Regions from separate parts of the Sus scrofa genome. Here region 1 is linked to region 2. Evidence: chromatin contacts called from public HiChIP or PLAC-seq data. All regions are on one chromosome and are shown on one strand. Each heading gives the region's core, a stretch centred on a gene start, on an enhancer-like site or on the middle of the called end of the contact. The rest is flanking DNA. Distances are from core to core; before and after follow the strand shown.

Region 1 (3,660 bases), core at 415-2,914, 53 kb after region 2:
GAATGATTTTTGCAGTAAAGACTTGATCTTTCTAATCTGTGGTTTCTGAATCTTAATGCGGCCGCTGATTGGGCAAACCACAGGCCCTCCATGTTTTATCATCTGAGAGCCGCTCCCTCGCTCTCCTCGTCAGCGCTCCATCAACCCCGGGGGGCGGGGGGGAGATCTGGAGGGGGGCAGTTAGTGGGAAACATTTGCAAGCAAGCAGCTTGTGTGCCAGGAGTGGGCACGAAGAAGGAAGGTCATTCTTCAGTCTGTAGCCCACCCTTGCCTCGCCTCAGAGTCACCCACCGCCCCCTGTGGGGTAGGATTTCAGGGCTTTGGGGGAGGTTTACTCACATACACGCATATAACTGAAGCCAGTGCCTGGAATCCCACCAAGATGGCTTCTTTGCTGTGGCTTAAATGTCAACGCACCGACCCCTGAAACAGCAACGTGTGAAACCCACAGGACTCTATTTCCTAGGAGGTTATCCAAGGTGAGAGAAGGGACTCAGGAAGCAAAGGCTTACAAGCAGGGCCCGATTCAGGGCTCACAGTTTTAGGGCTCAAAATGGCCTTTCCTTGGCTGCTGACCTGCCTATGGAGTTCCAGGAGAAGGGAGGGGGCGGGCTGCAGGGGGAAGCCCACCACTGCCCATTGTCAAGACAGAAGGAAACAGATGAATTCCCAGGGAAACCGGACTGTAGGAAAATGGGAATGAAAGACATCCAGGTCTGCAGTTTCCTGTTCTCGAAGCCTTTCAGCCTAGGAGGGAGCTCCCTCTGCCCATCCCATGAGCCCCAGGTGGTGGTGGGCTCTGAGAAGACAACAGGAACCTGTGTGAGGGCCACGGGCACACGACCTGTGCACTGCCCTGCCTTTGGACTCAGCCCTCCATCCTTAGCAAGATGCTTCTGAGCACTTGTTTCTCCCTCCCCCTCTCCTGCCTAAAGGAGGATGGGGGTTTGGAGACCTCAGTCCAACCCCAAAGACGAGGACAGCTCATTTCATAATACAATTGGTGATAACAATGACCAATACAATATGTGAGGGGTGTGTGGGGTTTTTCTGGGGGTGTATGTGTGTGTGTTTGCTGCCCCTCGGCATATGGAGTTCCCCTGCCGGGGGTCAGATCCCAGCGGAGGTTGCAACCTACGCCTGTGGCAACGCCAGATCCTTTGAACCACTTCCCCTCCCACCCCGCCCCCGTGCTGGGCCAATAATTGAATCTGCCTCCCAGGACTCCAGAGATGCCTCAGATCCCTTTGTGCCACAGCAGGCACTCCTAATGTGTGTTCTTAGGTGATGATAACAATATATTGTGCTTAATGCATCTCATTTAATCTCAACAATCCTATGACGTCTCACTGTTCCCAGTTTATAGGAAAGAAAACTGAGATGCAGAGATAAGGTGTGGATCTTGAGCGCAGCCCCAGGAAGCTGTCCTGAACTTACTCTAAGGACAGACTGGGGGGGGGAGCCTTCCTCCCCTACAAAGATCAAGGCCAGGCATGGTGGGAAGGGGGATGGAATAGAGCACTGGGAAGGAAATCTGGCAAAAAGTTGGTGAGGAGGCTTCTTTGCCTCTTGTCCCACCATCCTGGCCCTGCTGCCTCCACCTGCAGGAGACAGCCAGGTGTGGCCCAGGATCCCGGGAGGCGCAGGGGAAGGGGGTGGCGTCTCTGCTCCTGGGGCGCTGGCCCGTCCCAGAGGGGACAGGAAGCCAGGACACCGGGGATTGTCTCTCACAGCCGCAGCCCCAGCCGGGGAGGAAGTTCTGCCGGGTGCTCTCCGCTGGTGCCTCCCTCGCTATATTGTTGAACAGGAAACAGGGCAGCGCGGGAGCTGGGCGGTGGAGGAGGGAGCGCCGGACGCCGAGCCCCGTGCGCCCGCCGGGACAAGTGGAGGCGAGGCCAGCGAGCGGACACCCCGAGGTGCCGGGGCCGGGCTGGACTGGGCGGGGTGTTGAGCTGGGGTGGGATGGGGAGACCACAGGTGGCGGCGGGTCCTCACCCGGGAGCACCGCGCGCCAGCCCCTTCGCACCGCGCTGGAGAGGAAGCTGCGCGGACCCTAGAGGAGGGCCGCGCGGGAAGGAGCCTCCTCTCCCTCTGGGAGGAGATGGGAGGCGAAGGGCCCCCTGTCCCGGGGTACGAGAGACCCAGCCCCAGGCCCCCAGCGCCGACCCAGGCGTTGGCGCCGCCGTGGCTCTCGTCCGTCTCCTGGGCAGTGGACATAGGGCACCTCCTGGCGACGGGTCGGTCCTCGCGCTCCAGGGGTCCTCCAGGCTCCCCACCAGCCCTTTCCTTCTCTTCGCTCCCCCAGGGCCGGGGAAGGAGCCAAGGGTCGGGTCCCCTCCCCACCTTGCCTGTGACCCTGCGCTCCGGCTCCCTGCCCTGGGAAGGGAGCGTCCCTGCCATGGGAACCCTGCTCCAAGTTTTTCCAGGCCCAGCCGAGCTGTTTCGGAAAGGGCCTGGGGAGGACGGAAACCGGCCCGGAACGGGTAATGCCTCCAATCCGGACGGTTCAGAATGCAAATGGCCTGGCTCGGATTGGGAACGTCCTGGCGAGACTGCAAGCCCTGGTCGACCAGTCCCTGAGCGTTGCGCCCACGGGAAGCAGAGGCTCCCGGGCAACGACTCCCGCCCGTGGGGGTGGGGCGGGCAGGGGCGGGACGCTACCCTTCCTTGGCTCGGCTCGCGACCCGCCGGCGACCCTTTGGTCGCAGCCCTCCCTGCCCCTACCCCTCCCTCAGGCCTTCTGCTCCGGGCCGCGCCCCCAGTATCCCCACCGGCACCAGCAAACTCCGTCTGGCTTCTCGCCCCTCCCTAACACAGACGCCTTGGGAGACGGAGGCAGCCCTCCCGAGTACCCCTCTCCCTCTTTGCTCCCCTTGCCAGCTCCGGCTCCCAGAGGTCTCTCCAGCCGAACTCTTGGAAGCCCCGCCCAAGGAGATGGCGGGGACCTAACCTGCATCCATCCGCCGGCTCCGCCCTGCCAGCCCATGGGCTCAGTGAGGCCCGCCCTGCCCACGTGAGTGAGCGGCGGGGGTCCGGGGGAAGGTGGTGAGAAAAGGTGTCCTCTCTTGAGATTGTTGGCTTAGCTCCGGTCAGCTCACCGACGCCCACCCACCTCCAGGGCTCCGTGTGCTCAGTCACTCCGTTTATACCCCTTACCCATCAAGGAAAGCTTGAGAAACAGAAGGAGCGCTTTGCGCCCCGCCGGCCGACCGTGTACCTTGGGTCCCTCAGATTCTGCAAGAGGCTGAGCTCCCAGCTGCCAGTCACAGGCCATCTTTGTGGGGCAGTAGGTGTTGTCGATGTAAAGGCTTGAAGGGACCAGCCACAAAGCAGATTTACAATTAGACTCTGACCCCCTCCCCCAACACACTAGGGGCCAAGCGGGTTGTGGTGGTCACTCCAGGAGAACCTGAGGGGCCCCTGGGTACATCGCAGGGGTAGTCACTGTCATAAGTGCATGGTCTAGGGGCCACTCTCATGGGGCAATGTAGAGGCCACAGGCCAGGCAAGGCCTCGAGAGGCCGAGCCTCTCTCGGGAGGGGGAGGTGGGAGCCGGAGAACAAGGGGCGGTGCTGGCCGATATGGGCGGGCAGGGCTGCAGGTTCACGTCTGCGGTGAAGCCGCTGGGGAAGGAAAGAGAAAACCGAGAGAACCGGTTCC
Region 2 (3,622 bases), core at 440-2,939:
TATATTGAAGCCCATATTTCTACACTAACTACCTGAATTATTATTCTGCCTCATATGCACACTCACAAAGGGGCTTAGGCAGAGTAGAACTCAACATAGAATTGGGGTAAAAGTTGACAGAGTTCAAACTTTAGTTGACTGAAGTCACGAGGGTCAGAAAAGGTCGACATCACCTGTCTGGGGTCCTAGCATGTAGTTAACCACCCTCCACCAGCGTGGGAGTCTTCTTTCTTGCAGTACAACTCAAAGATATTTATCAGATTGTTATGCGTATCCCTTGAGAAGGAACTAGGACTTGGTTTTATGGCTGAACTGTTGTTTCTTGACTGCTTTTCCTCTGTTCCTGCATTCCTTCATTCCCTTAAGGTCATTAATTACTGAGACCGGCTTAAGGGTAAGCATTGTGGCCAGGCTTAGATCCTAAAATGGCTTAGGCCTAAAATGGCTTCTCTTATGTCAAAAACCTGTATCAGGTTCTTTCTTCCCCGGACCTCCTACCCTATCTGCTTACACTGGAACCTCAACCTTCTCAGAAATATGAAGGACACTTTTTCTGAAGAGGCCAATGGAGGGAGTTCCCATCGTGGCTCAGTGGTTAATGAATCCGACTAGGAACCATGAGGTTGCAGGTTCTATCCCTGGCCTTGCTCAGTGGGTTAAGGATCTGGCGTTGCCGTGAGCTGTGGTGTAGGTCGCAGATGCAGCTCGGATCCTGCGTTGCTGTGGCTCTGGCGTAGGCCGGCAGCTACAGCTCTGATTAGACCCCTAGCCTGGGAACCTCCATATGCCTCGGGAGTGGCTCTAGAAAAGGCAAAAAGAAATGAAAACAGAAAAAAAAAAAAAAAAAAAAAAGAGGCCAGTGGAGTGGAGATTAGTGGAGCTGGCTCCCAAGAACTGGTCTGTCCTCAACCCTCCTCAGCCTTGTAGCGACCCCAAGTTCCCCTGTACTTACCTACAGTGATACCTCTTCACCCCTGCCCCACACTCAGGCCCTAGGCTCCCAGTCTATCAAAGCCTGCATGTATTAAATGTCTGAAGCACTGCAGACATTCCCTGCTACTTTTGACCTTTCCTTCTGAGTTCATTTAAAAGAGATATATCATTTCTATGATGGAAAGCAAACAATTACAAGGCTATATGAGAATATCTGGACGCTTGAACTTGTGCAGCACGGGGCTGACGGCAGGTTACAGAAGAATGCCCAGGGAACCTCAAGACGCTCCCTTGGTATAAGGTGTGGTTAAAGATGTTTTTCCTGAGAGCCACCAGGAGGGAAGGAGGCTCCAAATTGGGCCGGGGTTCTGCCCACCGGGCAACGCTGATGCCCTGGGAGAGACAAAAAGAGGGTAGGCGTTGGTCCCACTTTACAAGTGGGCAATCTTCTCTGAAGGATGCCGAGAGAGAGACGGCACTAATTCTACACAGATGGTGCTGAGGCTAGATGAGGTCAGAGGCCAGGATCTCGTCTGACGCAGGCTCTGCCAGAAGCGGGCGGTAAGAACGCATCCCGCCTGGCATCAGCGGCCGTGCCTCTCTGCGCCCGGCTAGGGTTCCGAAGTCCGGACTCTTCCAAACCGCGTATCCGCTGTGGGGCCTGGGAACACTTCGGCTTCGGAGAGCGCTGGTTCCGCCCCCACGGCTCCTTCGAGCCCCGCGATTGGCTCCGTGGGACAGGGGCGGGGCCAGACGCAGGTCTGACGTGGTGTCGTCAGGCGCCTCGGGAGTCGCTTCCTGTTGTCAGTGGCGGGGAGGCCGCAGCGTCCCGTCGGGGGATTAGGGGCTGCAGCGGCCGGGAGTGCCCAGTCCCCCACCCCGCTCCCTTTGGTGAGTTAGGGCTGAGGGGCGAGGTGGGCAGCAGAGGGGCGGCGAGGCCCGGACGCGAACGGGAGAGAGGACAGCAGCCCTCTCCGAGATCCCAAACCCCTGGTTGCCCTGCTTCAGAGCTCTCACCCATCCCAGCCCGCACCCCGCACGCCACTCGAACCCTAGCCTTCAGTCCGCACAGCCGCTGCTGACCTGTCCGCTCCATTTCCCAGCCGTGACCTGACCAGCGGTCTTGCGTAACTGCAGCCTCACCCTTGACCTCACTCTAGCCCAGTTCCATCCTCGACCTCAGCTACATCCCTCCACCTCCCTCTAACACATCTCATCTTCATCTCTCAACCCCTTTGGCCGTCCCCTTGCCACACACGGGCCTCCTTGAGACTCACCATTCTGATTTATCTAAAAATCAATTTTCTTCTCCAAAGCTTCCCAAGGTCTGCCCATCCTAAACACTGCACTTCTGCCCCACTCTCATTTAAGACCCACCACCAAAGTGGGCTCACCCTTTTCTTTTTGCTAACTCTGATCTCAGTCCTCTCCCAGGTCTTACATGTCTCTTCTTGTCCTCACAGACTCAGCCCCTAACTTCCTAGCCCACCCAATACTTCTGTCCATCTTCAACCACCCTGAGGACACCCCCATCCCTAAGTCTTTGCCATACCGCCCCCAACTCTTGGTACCCCAGTTCCTACCACCCTCATCCAGTCTTATCAAGAATGAGGTCTGCTGGAGTTCTGTGGTGGCTCCGCAGGTTAAGGGTCTGGTGTTGTCACTGCTGTGGCTTGGGTTTGATCCCTGGCCCCAGAACTGCATGCTCTGGGCAAGGCCTAAATAAATAAATGAATAAATAGAATGAGGCCTTCCGCCCTCCACCTCTGCTGCCCCCACCTCAACTCTACATTCCCTTGATCCAGTCCCCATTCAGTCTGAGCATTTAGGGCAGAGTCCCCCGCCAACCCCACTAGTGGCTTCTCAACAGCCAAAATGTCGGTGCTTGCTCAGAGCCCAGCAGTTAGAGTCTGAGCAGCGTCAGGGTACATGCAGGGTCTGAGGTGGTAAATAAGTGTGGAGAAGCAGAGCTCTCCCACTCCGGGCAGGGGTTCTTCCTGGGTGTCTGGTCCCCTGTGCCTGCCCGCAGGGGTTCTGTGTCTAGCATTCATATTAAATGACTTGTGTTGGCTGCTGGAAGGGCAGATATCACCCAGATACCCAGAAGGTGAGGAATGGCCACTCACCTAGCACACTCAGCCTGGGACTGTGGAAGCCATCACTTCCTTTTGGGTGGTTTTCTGACCCAGGAGAAACTTAAGGAGGACCTCTGTGTGGGGTTGGCCGTGGCCTTGTGTGTTGTCCTGGCACTTGTTAAAGGATTCTCACCCAGTGCTCCTCCCAGCCGGAGCTGATGGCAGACTTGTCCTAATGCCGAACACAGGGAACACAATAGATGCCAGAGATGATGCTGCAGGTTGTGAAGAGGATAGGTGAGACAGTCCTGAGGAGGCCGGGCCAGGGCGGGTACAGGGCCTGTTGAATCACTTCCTCTTTCTGCAGGTGCTGGCTCTTTGCGATTTGGTTACCCGTAAACTTGGCGAGCCAGGATACTGAGCTGAGGCAGAGGGACATTCCTGAGGCACCCAGGCCCCATGCTCAGCATTTATCATCTCCTGGGCCTTTGGGGTGCATTGTCTCTCAAATTCTGGTGACCTGGCTTCAGAGGATCGGCCATTTGGCAGCAAATTTAAAGGGCCCGAAACAGGACCCGTTGTTTTTGCTTGCCATTTATAGTCTTGTTCCTTTG

The links. HiChIP or PLAC-seq counts read pairs in DNA pulled down with a chosen protein or histone mark.
Region 1: an H3K27ac HiChIP or PLAC-seq map of skeletal muscle shows a contact between it and region 2, with 2.6 times the contacts expected there. The contact joins the promoter of ARHGAP27 here to the promoter of PLEKHM1 in region 2. A contact is called at or near these places in 1 of 5 promoter capture datasets (liver), 5 of 47 Hi-C or Micro-C datasets (alveolar macrophages, blood, liver and 2 more) and 2 of 2 datasets of contacts at active chromatin or transcription factors (alveolar macrophages and skeletal muscle).

The regions. Positions count from the first base shown.
Region 1 is chr12:18,035,343-18,039,002 of Sscrofa11.1, forward strand. ARHGAP27 (rho GTPase-activating protein 27) reads left to right here and starts at 1,665. Exons shown (of 17, transcript XM_021066834.1): 1 at 1,665-1,916. PLEKHM1 (pleckstrin homology domain-containing family M member 1) reads left to right here. Exons shown (of 13, transcript XM_005668717.3): 13 at 1-35.
Region 2 is chr12:17,982,480-17,986,101 of Sscrofa11.1, forward strand. PLEKHM1 (pleckstrin homology domain-containing family M member 1) reads left to right here and starts at 1,690. Exons shown (of 13, transcript XM_005668717.3): 1 at 1,690-1,824.